Linked DNA regions of Drosophila melanogaster: region 2 is linked to region 1. The links are chromatin contacts, called in public Hi-C maps. All regions are on one chromosome and are shown on one strand. Each heading gives the region's core, a stretch centred on a gene start, on an enhancer-like site or on the middle of the called end of the contact. The rest is flanking DNA. Distances are from core to core; before and after follow the strand shown.

Region 1 (3,287 bases), core at 370-2,869:
AGGTGGACAAAAGAGCCCGTTAAAGCCTTCAAACTTTTGCTATTGGCATGAATTTCATTTATTTTATAGATTTAGTTCAATTGAATTAATTTATAAATGTTTTTGATAAGCTATCTTCATTTATGATTGGTTGGGTGATCACTTTACTCTTTAAATAAACGTTATAGTTTTCTTTGTAGCTTAAGAAACTCAAGGAACCCCTCTATTTTAGATCCTTTGATACACCGCTTTTGTCCACCTTTTCAATGATGAGCCGCTTAGCTAAATATACTTTCTTTGGGAACTCACTTTGAACAGGAGCTCGATAGTACGACATCATCATCCTCCACACAGCAGACCTTCCCTGGCAGCGCAGTCGGGGCGGGCAGAGGAGCGTCAGCAGCGGTACCTGGAAGCGGGACAGCGATAGCGGTTGCAGTAGCAGGAGCGGGAGCGGGACAATCGGCGACATTGGCGGGGCCGCCGGCAACGGCCGCAGCTGCCACAGCTGCGATCATACCGATTCTGCCGCTCGGCGTTGCAACGCTGCGCGATGATTCCACCGAATCTGAGCAGTCCGTGACCTGTGCGCACAACCAGCTCGATGCCTACCACCGCATCATGTGAGTACAATCTAACAACTAGCCGCAAAATATATGTATTATATATATATATAAGTTTGATATAAAAGCCAACTAAATTGTACACTACACCAACAAGTTTTATTATGTTGGCAAAACCGACAAAGCAAAAATCCCTTGCCCTGCTGTGCAAAAGTCAAAAATTGTCCGAAGCAGCCATTGTCCAACTTTGAAGTCCTTTGTTCTAGCAAAATTCTTGTGTGGCCTGATTTCGCACTCCAAAATCAATGAATGCCAGACGAGCATCACATACAAAGTGTAATGTAATAAAAGAGCGTATTAAATTTGATCATCATCGTGTAAAATGTCCCCATTCCTATGAAATTTAACTGAATATGGTTCATTGACGGGATTGTCAGCGTGGAAAGGCAGTAAATAAGGCGATAAGGGTATCACTCTATTAAACCGATTTTATGGTTCGATTTTATTGTGTGTGCTGAAGAATGAAAAATCATGACTCTAGCTACGAACTCGATGAAAAGTGATTTACTTATTAAAAAATAACACTTTTGCTTAATATATATTTGCATACATTTGCTTAGGTATTTAATGAGTAACAATTTTAGCAGAGGATATAAAAAGTATCTACAAATTGCCATATTAAAGAAGTAACTTAAATGAACACGAACTGTTTTCCCAGAAAATGTAAATGTATCCGCTGTCGCATCTTATTAAGTGTTCTCGGCAAAAGTGTGCAATTATACAGAATCGGATTATTTGCATTTTCCTTACATTGTTTGAACTGCGTTTCGCGGCATTAAGTCAGGCCACCTTGTTTTTTTTTATTTTCTTCTTGGACTTCTTCCAGAAGCTTTTACCTCGTCCAAGTGAAATGAGTGATTTTCGTGGCACAATTGTTTTTATGACTCATACAATTAAATAACAACAAAAGGGCATTCAATGAAACTTTTTGCGAAAAGTTCGAAACAAATCTGAGTAGTGCACTTAACCCTGAAAAGTATGCTACGAAAGTTGCATGTAGAATCCGTGTAAGTGGCATGTAAAAAGCGAGGCATATCAAGTATACGCCATGTAATACAGCAGGCAGTTGCATTTGCATGCCACAGATGGCGCCCACGTGCAGTGGGCTAGGTGCATCGCAAAATAAATGCATTTCAAATGAAATCTGTGTTTGCAATTCCAGCAAGAAATTCAGAATGCTATACAATATTTCTATTTAGTTATATGTTGAAAACAAATGAAAGGTTAAAGCGTAAAAGAAATCATTCCAGGTTAATTAAGAAATCAATCCAGGTTAATTTTTAATGGAAATTCTACAGTAACTTGATTTAAACGCCGCGGTTTCTATTCTAACGTAATTACTATGCGAGCACTTTGCGCGCCTTAAGCTTGATGGGAAAATTAGCAAATAACATGCTTCTGCGTTGGCCTCAAATTAAAATGGTTAATTTTTCATTAAGGCCAAGTCATTAATCGACCTGCCAGGTAAACCCCATCAGCGCACAGGTGCATTTCCGACCGTTTGTAGCCGGGAGAACCGGGGTTTTATTATATTTGATTTGGCACAGCCTGCAGTCTGCAGTCCGCTGTTCCGGCAATCGGATCGAAATTGAGGCATCTAACCGTAACATCATCCAACATTTATGTGCAAAAACGAAATCCGAAACGCAATCAATTGCCGTGAGTAAGTGCCTTTTAATTGCTACGGGCTTCTGTGAATTAATTTTGCTTGCCGAGCGCAAAGTGTAATTTAATATTCCCATGCAGTTAGATTCATATTTTATATGGCCCACATAACGCGGCGCGGCTGTGTATTTAAACACTTATATCCATTGAAAGCTGACCGGGGGTGTTGGTTATGGCCTTTGGCAAGTGACTTCTTTGCACTTATACATTATTCATTATTACTCCGGCGCCATTTGTGCAATATTTGGATTCGTTCCAGCCCGGTTCCCAAGCCAATGCATTAGCCGCAGTCCTTGGCCATTTATTTCGATCAAAAAAGGGTGGCTTATAATGGGGCTTTTAGAGTGTTTCGATGCACTTTTATTAAAAGCTAGCTTCCGTCACAAAGGGTTTTCTAAACAGTGTTTAGATATTTTTTATTTAAGAAGCTAAATCCGGAATGAAGAATCCTTTATTTTTTTAATCAACTTTATTTTTGCCAAAACTTTGTTATATTTATTTTAGCTTTGTTATAAAAAAAGAATTGTTTTGTTATACGTGGGCCTTTTCAAAAAATATACTATTTCTGCTTATGATTCAATCCACGAATTTGGTTGCACTCAAAGTGAATTTATATTGCCTACTTAAGCGGGCAGCCAGTTATTCTGGAGTCTGTGGTCCTGAGGAACCTTAAAGATGAGTACTTATAGGGTATTTATGTGTCAGCGAAAAACATATATATGCACGTGTGTGCAGCATATAAACGAGAGTACATACATATATGCATTTTACCAGAAGGAAAGGCCATGTAGGCCCCAGAGCATAAGCCGAAAAGGCAATCTCGTAAAAAACACGCATTTCCATCCATCTGTAGTACTACTACAAACACACACACACACACGAATGCAGGACACAGAAACACACTCCACTCACACCAACGCACATATACACTCGCAGATTCCAACACACACACACACACACACGCATAAGCCCACTGGCTTTTCCACACTCCCACTTGGAGAATAAAGAAACATGCCGGGC
Region 2 (3,287 bases), core at 535-3,034, 53 kb before region 1:
TATTTGGAATTATGTTTAATCGTGTGTTCTTTACAAAACCTATACATTTATAATTCTATTTTCGTATTTTGTTTAAGCACTTGAATAAATATTTTTTTTACCTATGTACTAATTTTTCGTTTATTTATTTTATAACGTTTAGTGCCATAAATCATTGTGGTTTGGGTTCATTTCTCATTTGCCCTCTTGCCGTGTAATTTTCGCAATAACAAGAATAAACGAAAGCTGTACAATTGCGAAAATTCAATTTACGTGTTTGATTCGGCGGCGTTCGGCTCACGTTTTTCCGTTTTTCTCGCTTTTATTAGAGCTATCTGGCTAATCATTTTCCTGCATTGTCACGCTGGACGGCAAACACGAATTCGCGCTTTGGCAATCCCATTTGCCCCTCCATTTCGTCCCGCCGAGCAATGCATTTGCTTTTCATTCGATTTCCCAGCCGGAAAATTTTCATATGAGAAAGCACCGTGTGTTTGGCGTGTTATAGTTTTTTTTTCGGTTATTTTTTTTTTTTTTTTTTTTTTGGTTTCCTTGTTTATGTGCTCGTATTTTTCGGTGGGTGTTTCCCAATTAAATTTGTCACGTTTTGTTTGCTCGCCATTTGCATATATGTATAACCGAGTATACATAACAGTTGGCGTTGTTCTATAGTTTTCTATAACACTGTGATTTAATGGCTTTCGCTTATGGCTCGAAACTAGTTGGCACTAGTTCTAACCGATTTTGGGTCGTTTATCCCAAACCGGTTTTCGCTTTTCTCCAGTTTGATATTACTTAAGATTTATGCAAATGTAATATATACAACATAAAAGTTGTAACGCAAATATTATGTATTCATATTACTCAGCAAAATTGATTAATGATATATGCAATAAAATACTCATTTAAATGGCATACAACTGGCAACTGTGGTATTATTTAATAATACGGCTTAATTTCATGCTAGTAATAGAATTATGTTTTTTTTTAATCTTTTGAAAATATGAAAATTTAATTATTCGTCAACAAAACTTTAAACTTTAAAACTATTAGCGCTTTTAATTAAATACGGCTGCATTCGCCGCCAGTCAATTGCAAAGACAATATCAGCTAACAATTTTGAGCCCTTTGGGCATTACGACAATAGAGATTATAGATTACAATAATTAACATAGTTTTAATGGTGCTGGGAAATCAAATGCACATCCATATGCAAAGTAAAACTTTATTTTTGTCCCATGTATAGCAATAATAAAACAAATGACCCCCCCCCCCCCCCCCAAAACCCTTCCACTTGACTTACCCTTAGAAAATCCCATGTAAAGCTCGCGATTTCTATAATGCGATTACAAGAGGGCGAGGGGAGCTTGTAAAGTTCATGGAAAAAGTTACCACAAACGAAAGGTGAATGTGCCAAATGTCTAGTTTAAGGTATATTATCATATTTAGTTAGTTCTTAAAACTACAAACTAACTAAACAAACTACTAAACTAGCAAACCATCATTTAAGTTTGTTTCATATACAAACATAAATTAGTTAACAAATAAAGTGAGTACTAAAGTATCTGGCAGTCGGGAAAACTTAATTTGTTATTATTATTTCCCAACTAACCAACTTTGCCAGTCATATTCAGTCAAGAGGCATCACTAAGCCAATTAACTTTGCAAACTTATTCCGTGTGAAATTAATTACTTGATTTTCAATGTGCAATGTGACTTGTGTTTTTCTTTTTTGGTTTTGCCATATCATAGAAAGAGAGCAAACGTCGCTGTGCGATAGAGACAGCATGGTAAATTAAGCTGATGAATTCTATACGAGACTAGCTCATTTATTTACAAACGCTAATTTTGCTCACTTCCTTTTGTTGATGTCGATGACGGGTGAATTTAGTTGTTTGCCAGAAGAAAATATTGTTTATTGTAAATGCAATTGTGGATATGTTATGTATACAGAAAAAGGGAGTAACACCATTTCGTGTTTTATACGAAACTTAATTTCTTCGTATTTAAAATCTAAACACTTTTTCTTTTTTTGTTAACAACTTTATTAACAACTTTAAGCTGAGTAACTCCCATAGATGACTTTCGATTGGCATTGACTTTGGCTGGTTATGCACTCTATTTAATATACGCCCATTTATCATACGCAATTCTCTTTTGACCAGAAACATGAGGGCCGTAACCTCTGCCATATTCTACGTCTCCTTCCACTTTTGGTTGCAAAAGTTTTTCTTAATAATAAATTGCTTAACTTTTTAGGTAAACAAAAGCACACTTTGCTGGTGGTGGGGAGTAAGGCGCAGTTTTTGGCTTTCAACTTGCCGCAGGCTTCTCACGTGCGGGTTGCCCCAAAAAGTAAAGTGGGCGGGAGTAGTGGGAGTGGCAGTGGCAGTGGGTGGCAAGGCTGCAAGTTGGCCTGTTGTGGAAATTAAAATAATTGTAAGGGAGTTTGCGGTGCTACTTTTGTGTCCCTCGGGCGTTTGTAATTATCGCCAAGTTGAGCTAGTTTTGCCAAGTGAACTAGTTGCCCCGACTGCACAGATTCTATTTACTTGCAGAAATTATAATTTATACAGCAGGTTGGATAAAATCCGATAGATAAGATAAGTCTGTCAGATGTTAAAGAAATGCGGCAGAGTAACTCACTTGCAATGAACACCATTACGGCTGTATTACTTACTTTATATTGTTGACAAAGTGCACAGCGTTTTTGCATTTAACTCATCCCATTTGTGTGTCATGCATAATGAAAACGGAAACTAAAGTTGTGAATTATTTCTCATTGTCGCAACAATTATCGCTTATTTCCGCTTGCCCGTCAAGCGAGCACTTGCTTTCCATCTAGTGAATTTTCTTTTCATGCTGATAAAGTGTTTTTCTTTTCTTTCCTCTCGCTGATTTTTTGTTGTTTTTTTTTTGTTTTTTTGTTGCTTCCACTTTTCAACGTAATACATCTGTCATGTCTGGGAGGCCGGTCATAATTTATAACCACCAATTGCAATGCAAAGCAGCCTCTTTATATGGAAAACACGCGCCTGCCGCTCACACATACACCGATAAATTTGAGTCCTTAAACGTGGTAAAATATCAACAAAAAAAAATATGTTTCAATTATAAATAATAATTCAATTTATTCAACATTTGCAAATCAAAATGATGGGCAAAATTACTTGCTATCATTACATACATAAATCTAAGAACTAAATTCTCTAGCTTAATTGTAAATCATATCTACTCCAATTGCTTTCTCCCAGTGTACTCATGTACTTTCCGACTCTTTTACTTTCAGGTGAGTTGCGAATGAATGA

Evidence for each region. A called contact is a pair of places that touch in the nucleus more often than the background predicts.
Region 2: a Hi-C map of the Kc167 cell line shows a contact between it and region 1, with 1.4 times the contacts expected there. The contact joins two enhancer-like sites. A contact is called at or near these places in 41 of 107 Hi-C or Micro-C datasets (the D17-c3 cell line, the Kc167 cell line, the OSC cell line and 15 more) and 1 of 6 datasets of contacts at active chromatin or transcription factors (the Kc167 cell line).

The regions. Positions count from the first base shown.
Region 1 is chrX:10,251,318-10,254,604 of dm6, reverse strand. Hk (Hyperkinetic) reads left to right here. Exons shown (of 12, transcript NM_167222.3): 6 at 298-602. The coding sequence starts at 601. Among named protein-coding and RNA genes, the nearest start is that of Hk, 11 kb to the left of the region's middle. Within about 2 kb of position 1,619, at least 14 of the 39 cell types and tissues checked have an H3K27ac peak or open chromatin away from gene starts, as enhancers often do. A contact at or near this core is called in the Kc167 cell line and testis, where this site is marked.
Region 2 is chrX:10,304,403-10,307,689 of dm6, reverse strand. The region is part of intron 2 of alpha-Man-Ia (alpha-Mannosidase class I a); the gene reads left to right. Among named protein-coding and RNA genes, the nearest start is that of alpha-Man-Ia, 20 kb to the left of the region's middle. Within about 2 kb of position 1,784, at least 2 of the 39 cell types and tissues checked have an H3K27ac peak or open chromatin away from gene starts, as enhancers often do. A contact at or near this core is called in the Kc167 cell line and testis, where this site is marked.